2 separate regions of the Hordeum vulgare genome follow, and region 1 is linked to region 2. The links are chromatin contacts, called in public Hi-C maps. All regions are on one chromosome and are shown on one strand. The core of a region is the stretch at or near the end of the contact, and the rest is flanking DNA. Distances in the headings are between cores, read along the strand shown.

Region 1 (4,910 bases), core at 1,279-3,778, 540 kb after region 2:
TTCATGAAGAGGAAATTTGGAAGGTTATCAAAGAACTGCCCTCCGATCGTGCGTCAGGGCCAGACGGATTCATTGTCATATTCTTTCAGAAGGCTTGGGAGATCATCAAAGCTGACCTTACTCACGCGCTGCATAAACTGCTCATTGGAAATGGGAGAGGGTTTGGTAGACTAAACCAGGCATTGATCACCCTGATCCCGAAATCACCGGTGGCTTGCGCGGTGGCGGATTTTGGACCGATCAGTCTGATTCACAGTTTGCCTAAGCTAGCCTCGAAGCTCCTGGCAACGCGCCTTAGGCCTCGCATGGGGGAACTGGTGCACATTAACCAATCGGCTTTCATCAAAGGGAGAAACCTACACGACAATTTCCTGCTGGTTAGACAGCTAGCGCGTGGCCTACATCGGAGGAAGGCGAAAGGGGTCCTGCTCAAACTGGACATATCTAAAGCCTTCGATTCTCTATACTGTCCCTTCCTATTCGAGGTGCTAAGGGCCAAGGGCTTCTCCGAGCGATGGATATCATGCATTGCTACCTTACTGACGACGGCTAGTTCGAGAGTGGCGGTGAATGGTTGTGCTGGTAGCAAATTCATCCATGCGAAAAGGTCTCTCACAAGGGGAACCTATATCCCCCATGTTGTTCGTGCTGGCTATGGACGTACTCACTTTGATCATTATTAAGGCACATGAGAACTCTGCTATTAGCGCCATGAACGGTTGTAGCCCGATGCAACGCCTGTCCTTATATGTGGATGACGTGGTGCTTTCCATCAAACCTACTCGGCCCAATCTGCAACTCATGACTGAGGTGTTTCACATCTTTGGCGTGGCTTCGGGACTAAAGGTCAACTACAACAAATCTTCGGCTATCATGATCAGGTCGGAGGATTCAGATGCGGAGCTTGTCGAGCGTGCGTTACCATGGAAAATGGAACAATTTCCTTGCAAATACTTGGGGCTGCAGCTAAGCATCTGACAGTTACGTCGCTCGGAATGGCAACCGATTGTAGACGTGACACTTCATATTGTGCCGGGTTGGCAGAGGGGATTGGTGACTAGGCCGGGACGTCTGGTGCTTGTTAACCAGGTCATGAGAGCTAGGGCCACGCACCACCTGATGATTGTTGAGGCGCCCAAATGGGCTTTGGAGAAAGTGGACAAAGGCTGTCGGGCCTTCTTGTGGGCTCGCACATAGGGCATCCATGGCGGCAAATGCGCTGTGTCTTGGGATCGTGTATGTCGGCCAAAGAGGCTAGGAGGACTCGGCGTGATCGACCTGTACAGGCACAGGATTGCCCTCAGATTGCGCTGGGAGTGGTTGCGGCGTACAGATGGCTCTAGGCCTTGGCAAGGTCTTAATCTGGTTCCTGATAAGCAAGTGGCCCATGCCTTTGGCAGCATGGTTAAGTGGAGCTTAGGATCACGATCACAGATTCTGTTCTGGAAAGACAGATGGATAAACGGTGCCACGATCAAGGAAATTGCACCATTAGTGGTGGCTAGAGTGAGAACCCAAGTGGCCAACAAGAGATCGGCAAGAGATGCACTTCAAATGCATGCTTGGACAAATGATATTGTTGGAGATATGTGCACCGAAAGCTTGTCTCAGTTCATCGCGCTCTAGGAGATTCTTATCGATGTGGAGACCGACCCGGGCAGCGAGGATAAACCGATCTGGGCCTGGATTGTGGATGGAACTTACACGTCATCATCGGCTTATAGGATGCTTTGCGAGGGGGGGGGGGGGGTAGGAGATTCCAGTCTTATGCAGATATATGGAAGAGTTGGGCACCCCTGGCTTGCCGGATCTTCATGTGGTTGGCAGTGCAATACCGGCTGTGGACGTTGGATATGAGGGCACGACATGGGTTACAAGACAATACCTCCCCTTGCTACTTGTTTGATCAAGAAAAGGATACAGTCGACCATATCCTTATTCAATGTGTCTTCGCTAGGCAGTTATGGTTCCTTTGCTTCTCTAGGATGTGGCCGGTATCGCACTTGTGCCCAACTCAGCATGACACCTTGGTGGAGTGGTGGCAGGTGGTTCGAAAGCGTATCACCCAGCGCACATGCAAGGGCTTTGACACACTAGTTATGCATGTCAGCTGGAGCCTATGAAAGCAAAGGAACGACAAAGTTTTCGATAGGAGTGCTGTCCTAAACGAAAGGGGCACGGTGAATCTCATTTTCGAGGATCTTACGAACTAGACTATGGCAGGAGCTTCTCGAGTGATCCGTATGATTGAGTAGTACAGTCTAGTTAACTCGGGAGTGGGGGCTGGGTTAGGATCGACCTGTGATGCCTAACTAGCGATGTCGTAATCTCTTATACATAACTTCTGACTTCTAGAAAGCTGAAAAGGTTGTTGTCACTATTATTAACATAAAATATTTTCATTTATTAAATGAATGTATTTTCTTTAGCGGATACCTGAATTATTTTTGGAACCCTATGTCGAGAAGGCCCGGAACGAGTCCCACGAAATGAACACACTTCTCGTTCAGTCCGACATCCTTTAAATAGGAGGATAGCCAAGCCGAGCCGCTCCTACGGAGTCCCACCTCGCCGCCGCCAAACCCTCGCCCTTCTTCCGCCGGAGCCCACCGAGCTCTCCCACTCCAGAAATTCCCCGAGCGGGAGCTCGCCCCCTCCAACGCCGCGTCCTCCTCCAGCTCCACAGGTAGGCCCTAGGCCCCGGCACAAATCTTGTGATTCCACCCATCTCCACCTCGCATCCATGTCTCGGCCGGATTGGTTCTAGTTTGCTCCCTGTTCATGTTGTGATGTCTAGGGTTTGTCTCGCAGGGACTGGTCTTCGGGAGATTCCCATTTGTTCCCGCGACCCCGCGCGCAGCAACCCTAGGCGGGCTCGTCCGCCATGTTTCCGCCGAAAGGTCCCAATCCCTACGGGCAGCAACCGCCGTACGGCGGGCAGCAATCTTACGGCGGCCAAATCGTATGTCTCTCTCAAAAAAAAAAGCGCTGATCTGGTATTTGCTTAGTTGTGTTATGTCCAGATTCGTGGCAGGTTCTCATCTTTTATGTGCGCAAAAACCTGCGCTCTTTTGCCCTACTTTTGTGTGCAGCCTGGTAGCAGTGGATTTGGGGCCTCAGGTGCGGCAGGTGCCCGCGCCGGACAGGCTGCTGCTGGGCAGTATGGAGGGCCTTACGCGTCGGTGTATGGCACACAGCAGGTGGTTAACTAATCGCAATTCACCAACATTTTTCAAAATTGGTTTCAATATACAATTTATTGGCCTCCTAATGCAGTTCATGCTCACTACTGTTACTGTGTAAGTTGCTTTGTCAGTCGTTGTTAATGTGGTGTATGTAGAGGGGGAATCTTTATAGCAAAGGCAAATAATGAAGGTTATTAGCTGCCAGTTTGATGCCTTTGGAATGCAAATGGTAGTAGAACCGCGCAGCTTCATGCTCTCATAAATCTGATGTATCCACATGGACATCTGAGATAAAAGAAAGCACTAGGTTTGGCCAGTGCTGAAGAGGCTGGCCAGGATTATTAGTTCTAGCTCAAATAAAATTATCTAAAATGTTGCTGTGTGAATCCAAGTAAAACTAAGGTGTCCTCCTGGACCTGATTTTTTTTGTTTATCCTTACCCTTATCCACACGAAGAGCAACTAGTATTATATTATCCCGGAAGTGTGCCTATTTTTTTTTTTTTTGGATGTTTAAAAGGTCACTGATTCTGTTAGTCCAGAAAACCTAGGAATTGATAATGGCCCTGTGAGATAATTGTACAAAATGAGAGCCAGATCTCTACTCATCCTGAAAGATAAGTAGCAATGATGCAGCATCTAGCTCATATGCCCCTTTTGAGTGACCCATGCTATCGCCCGTCATAATCTATTGGTTCACACTAGAATATTGCTCTGAAAGATGCCTCACCCAATGTCCAAAACATACTAGTTATGTATGTGTTATGCATCATTCTATATCTTGATAGTGAGGTTTAAGCTTCAGCTTAAAACTGCAAGAATCTGGAGGATTGCAAGTAAAGGTTGCTCTCAAGCCATCTCCACCTTGCCCCTCCCCTGCATAAGTCTGTCAGATCATGTCCAAACTGTTTAGTGGTGTTAAGACTTGTGAGGGTTTTTGCAAACTAGATATATTTCTGATTTTCCACCGCAGATAGGAATCAATGGGCTGATTCTGTAGCACTTATTTACAGCTACATAAGCCCAAGGTCAGCTTTTTGTTCTTGCTGTTTCATTCTTTGTGCCGCATAATTACCAGGTAATTTGATGTCTGTTTCATTTTGTAAGTTCTTCTTGTCTCCCAAATAAGAATATGACAAAATATAATAGATCCCACCAATTACCATTTCATTTACATGAATGCCCCTATCATACTGATTAATGGCAGGATAGAGTAGAATATGGTTTGACCAATTATCATTGTATTTACGATAATGCACTACTAAAATAACTGAGCTTGCACTAGGCATGTCATATTCAATATTTCTGAAAAAAGCAATGCTAGAGCATTTCAGCATCCAGAATTTCACAATATGGGGGCCTCTTTTAGACGAGGAATGCATGTTCATGTGAGTTGTCTATGTTAACTGACTTGGTGTCCTGGCAGTACCTCGAAGCAGAAAACAGAGCAAGTGCTGGAATAATTTGCTGGCTAGTCCACTAAACTGTAGTTGGTAGTCATGTAGTATCGCACATAGCTTATCCGTGTATCAAGGAATCAAATGATCTGGAAAAAGAATACAAAAACTCTTTTAGGTAAATAAGCTTTTCCTGGGATAAACTTATCTTATGTGGCATTAAACTTATATATACTTGCCTTCACATAATATTTGTGCTTTTGTGCATTTTGTCAGATTTAACGTGTTAAGCCATTTTGCCGGTAGTTCGTGAAGAGCGGATACTAGGA
Region 2 (5,199 bases), core at 1,452-3,951:
TGTCTACTTCATTTGTGGTTGCAAAGGCCCAGCGATAATAGTAAAAAGGAAGGCCTGAACATATGGGCCTACTAGTACTCCCTCCGATCCATATTACTTGTCTTAGATTTGTCTAGATATAGATATAGACAAATCTAAGACAAATAATATGGATCGGAGGGAGTATCAATAATTTCATTCATTGACATTACTGCAACAAATATACAGTTCATCTACGGTAGAGCTAGACTGCCAGCATATATGAAACAGTAAGGAAAAGATTGACATGCGCAAGAGAACTTAAAATGCACCCTGACATACCTTCCAGTATTTGATAGTCTTATCATTTGTGGACAGTAGAAAGAGTGCATTGTTGGATGTCTGGCACCACTTGATTTTGTTGATCTTCTCCTCTATTTCCAAACTTTTGAGGTAGTCAAACTACAATTATTTCATACAAACGAAACAGCACGGGTATTAGCTTCCATCTTCCCTGCCATGACTAAGTTAAGGAAACCTTTTCCGTACACCAGCTTCCTAAGTTTATTGTGGAACTACAACTTTAATGGAGATAGAATAACTTATATGGACTACAAAAACCAGTCTAGATTGATATATACCTCAGGTTCATGACTCTGAAACTCCGTTTTATAGCGGAACTCAGGATGTCTAGTAATTGGAACATCCTGTCTCTCCAGTTCTCTCCGATTAGCATGCTCCTGTTAGATTAACTTCATGAGGGCAAAATATTTAAACTGAAACCCTTATAAGTTCAACTACATGGTGCTTACATCCCGAGCATCTGTTCTCTCAAATAGAACAACACGTCCTCCTCTGTCTCCGGTGGCAAGATGATCACCAGATTTATCAAACTCGATTGCAGAGATGATGTCAACTGAAACAGAACAGCATACCCAATCAGCACGCAAGCAAGTATTCAATTGAAATGCAAATGGATAAACCGACAAAGTAGCCTTAATCAAGGCTATGAGTGTTTATCATGCACGTACGAATCCCAAATAAAATAAGCTAATAATCAAATGAAGATGCTTTCTGATTCAGAAAATGAAAAGGTTCCCATCGTAAGGATTAAAATCTTTAACTGCGTCAAAGTGGATGATCAAATCAACACAAACGGACCAATGCAGCATCTCTATCTCTACATCTACAACTCATAAAAGTAGTGAGTCCTAATTCTTCTAGAGCCACCAAAGTTAGTGAATCCAGAACAACCCACGTCCTATGATCTAATCAATCTATTTAAATCTAAGAGTTGATATTGCTTCCGTGGTCTGCCATCAAATCCAAGGGCTCATATTCCATGTTCTGCCACAGCCCCACGCACGTCCTGCCCAGTCACGTAGCCACGACCTCCCTCACACAATCCTCCCCTAATTAATAGCATACCTAATATCCATGCTAGCGCTAACCAATTAATTATATCCTGACTAATATTAACATGCAACTAAATCATGTCAAATATTAGTGTGCAGTGCAATTAATACATTGCCTAATATTAACGTGCATTGCACATACACGATTACTAGTGGACATATAAAATATTAACAGTGGACAGTTTCTCCCATGCACAGATGGAAAGCATGTATGTCCTGTCAAATACATCCAAATCCGACAAAAGATCAAAGGCACTGTGAGCCCATGCAAAATCATGCTAGAATCATCCTAAATAATCATAAGCTTCTCCCCTTACGTGATCAACACGGTAACATAATTCAGTTCAGGTTGCCACCAAGTCATCATAACCCTTAAGAAGAGCATTAAGCAACACATCTCCTACAACTGTGAATCTACTACAAGAGCTCACGAGCTCCACACCCTCTTAGGACCTTTCCTGCATTCCTCAAATCACATGATCGAAAACCTGTCTTTATGACCGAATTCTTCAAAGTCCAGCTGAGGCCTTGTGTGACAAGGCCGTAAGACCGACGAAAGATTCGGCTTTTAACAAATGAAAAAAAAAATGTTCCCAGCGTGAAGCATATTAACGGCAATACCGACTTGGGCTCCAAAACCTTCTGGCAAGGCGGAAGCTGCTAGCACAGAAGCACACTAGCCACCATAACCATCCATCGACTCCACAAAATACAGCAGAACATATCTGGCGAGCGCATTTTCCTACGAGCCAACGGACCAAGCGCTCCAGTTCCCTAGGCAAAAATAACACCAATCCCACAGGCCACAGCCACCGATCCTTGACCTATCCTCCCGATCCCCGCAGTCCACCAGCACAGTTCTCCGGCGCGACCCGGCCTCAGAGGCCCCACGAATCGAGCGGATCTCGGGGGCGGGAAGCGCGAGCCCGTTGTTGCGCGCGCGCAGACGTACCTTCCTGCACGTCCTCGCCCGCCGCGCGCTCGCCGAAGACCTGCGCGAACCTCCACTCCAGCGATTGCTGCTGCTGCTGCTGCTCCGGGGCCGCCGAGGACGCACCCGCCGCCGCCCCGGGGCGGTCGTCGTCGGAATCTCTGGGATTCATTGCGCCGTGCTCACGCGATCACGCCGCAGGGGCATCGCATCGGGGATCGTGATGGGGGGTAGGAGGTCCTCCCCAGGCGGAGGGCGGCTGGGCGGGCGGTGATGCCGCGGCGGTCGACGGAGATCGAGTCGGGGAGGGGCGGGGTGGGCTCTGCGAGGGAGGAGAGGGGGAAGTGATGTGGGGGAGGGCTCGGTCGAGGTATGTCTCTGTCTCTGGCTGGCCCTCGCGTTCGTGTGTGAGCTTAGCTCTTCTTTCTTTTCTTTTCTTTTCCTTATTATATTCCTCCATCTGACATGGTAAAAAGCGAGCTTGTTCCATGGTAGGAAAATTAGGAGAGCAAGTGTGTCCCTCACATGGTGTAAATATAACAGTTGTTTATGTTAGAAAAAAGAAGAGGTGTCCATGAGAGAAAATGAGAAGCTCGTCAGGGCTTTCTCTGAAGATAGGATTAGGGAGTCAGCCACCCGATGTGATGGTCTCACTTTTCTTGTTTATCAAAAGTTCTAAAATATTGTAAAACGTGATCTTATAGTCTTATTTGAAGATTTTAAAAATAGAACTTTTAGAGTTTTTTTACTAGTACTACCTTCGTCCGGAAATACTTGTCCTAGAGATGAATGTATCTAGATTTATTTTAATTATAGATACTCCCTCCGTTCCTAAATATAAGTCTTTTTAGAGGTTCCACTAGTGGACTACATACGGATGTATATAGACATACTTTAAAGTGTAGATTCACTCATTTTGCTCCGTATGTAGACCCCTAGTGAAATCTCTTAAAAGACTTATATTTAAGAACAGAGGAAGTACATCCATTATATGCATTTTTAGGACAAGTATTTTCAGACGGAGGGAGTATTATTTTACCAGGAGGACTCTTTAGACTTAATTTTGTTATGCCAACTTTATAATTCCAAAAGAGCCTAATGAATTTCTCCTAATAAGTACTAGTACATGGTAATATCTTGAGTGGCCACTTTTTTAACATTTTTGCTAAAGCCAGTATACTAAGAGGTTGAGTTGATGCATTGGTAGCTTTATTGGATTTACCCATACTTCATTTACAAAAGGAAGGTTCGGCTTGGAGAGTATGGTGTGTTCATGTAGTGCACGAAAAAAGAGGAGAACACACATCAGATTACGGAAAAGCCTGAGACAAATTGTATTGGTCCTTTTTAGACAACATGCTTCGACTCGCATGTTTTAGACATATGTGAAGAAATTGAATGATTGTGTTGATTCATAAGGGATTTGTTAGTGTCAGGATTGATACGCAACATACTATCTGTTTTAAAACTGACGAGGGGCTTAGACTTATGGAACCCATGACCATTTTACCTTTAATTCAGCCTTGGCGTCTTTTTCTTCTAAAATACCCAATGGAGCTACTAGACAAGGGCCCAGTTTTTTGAGCTTGTGGCTAGATGTGAAAATAAGTTGCCACTCTCCTAGATTATTTTAGAAGACCAATATATAAAAAAAATAGAAACCTATTAGTTGACTCTTGATTAGTAGGCTTCTAAAATAAAATTTTAGCTTGGGCTTCTAGAATTAGATGGGGAGGTGGCACCTTATTTTCCCAACGAGCAATAAACCCCAAAGGAACTAGCCCAAGGTATGATAATTGGTCTTTCATATGGCTTTTAGCCTTAGGGGTCGGTTTGAAATCTGCATATGATACACTCCTATTCTGGCACAAACATATATAAAAATCTATTGATATTAAAGTGTGTGTATAAGCGGCTCCCTAGGAAGCACATTAATTTTAGTAAGTTTGACTTAGTTCCTATTATTATTGATCGCACTAGTGTGTTGGGAATTTCTCAAATTGGTAGGCGTAGGTTGGGAGATTTTCCTAATAAGTATTTTGGAATTCCTCTCCATTATAATAAGCCGGGAAAAGAACATATGCAACATCTTATAGGCAAAATCCTTAAAGGGGTTGCTAGACAGAGTGATTACTTTCTTTAGGGGAGAGAGAGACTAGCCCACTGAGTTCACAAAAGGGGGTCAATGAAGCCATTAAATTTAGTATGACCAACTGTCTTATGGGATAATTATGAGGGTCATATGAAATGTCGTCTGTATAATTGGGGCTTACTTGGTCAGAGAAAAAGAGTTTGGAGGATTGTGTATTGGTAGTCATAGAGATCTGTTTGTTTGTTAGCATCTTGGATTAGGAGATATCAACTTGACAGATTGAAGGTTTGGAGAGAGGTTGTGGATTTTAATATAGTATTGGAAGTCCAAACTTGTTCTACTATTCTGGATTCAACACTTCCCCTTTTTGGGAAGGGTTATTTGGGTTAGCGGTGGTTGTTGGGTAATGGCAGGTCTAACCATTTTTTGGGGAAGATCAATGGATAGGAGGTGTTAGCCTTGCAATCCTACGTCAGGGTTTGTAGTTCATAAGTAATGAACAAGGGAGAATTGTTAATGATATCTCGGACGGCAACCAAACTTAGATCGACCTTTTGGGTAATATTTTGGGGATTACCTCATGTCTATAATGGGAGGATTCAGTTGCTCTTATTCCAGGGATTCATTTTGTAGACACGAAAGATACTTTAATTTGGAAACTTAACTCTTCAAGTCCATATGATGTGTAATCATTTTGTACTACAATTAATTTCTGAAAAGGACGTGGATGTCGCCTAGAGGGGGGGGGTGAATAGGCGCTTTAAAATAGTTAAGGTTTAGGCTTGAACAAATGCGGAATAAAA

Evidence for each region. Hi-C and Micro-C count contacts between places; a contact is called where the count stands out from the background.
Region 1: a Hi-C map of leaf shows a contact between it and region 2, with 3 times the contacts expected there. The contact joins the promoter of LOC123407379 here to the promoter of LOC123407426 in region 2. A contact is called at or near these places in 2 of 6 Hi-C or Micro-C datasets (leaf and seedling) and 1 of 1 datasets of contacts at active chromatin or transcription factors (embryo).

What each region holds. Positions count from the first base shown.
Region 1 is chr7H:511,561,010-511,565,919 of MorexV3_pseudomolecules_assembly, forward strand. It overlaps LOC123407379 (protein SHORT ROOT IN SALT MEDIUM 1-like), which reads left to right and starts at 2,529. Exons shown (of 24, transcript XM_045100502.1): 1 at 2,529-2,686; 2 at 2,812-2,962; 3 at 3,093-3,200. The coding sequence starts at 2,885.
Region 2 is chr7H:511,020,763-511,025,961 of MorexV3_pseudomolecules_assembly, forward strand. LOC123407426 (serine/threonine protein phosphatase 2A 55 kDa regulatory subunit B alpha isoform) reads right to left here and starts at 2,702. Exons shown (of 14, transcript XM_045100558.1): 1 at 2,326-2,702; 2 at 771-874; 3 at 600-698; 4 at 301-420. The coding sequence starts at 2,476.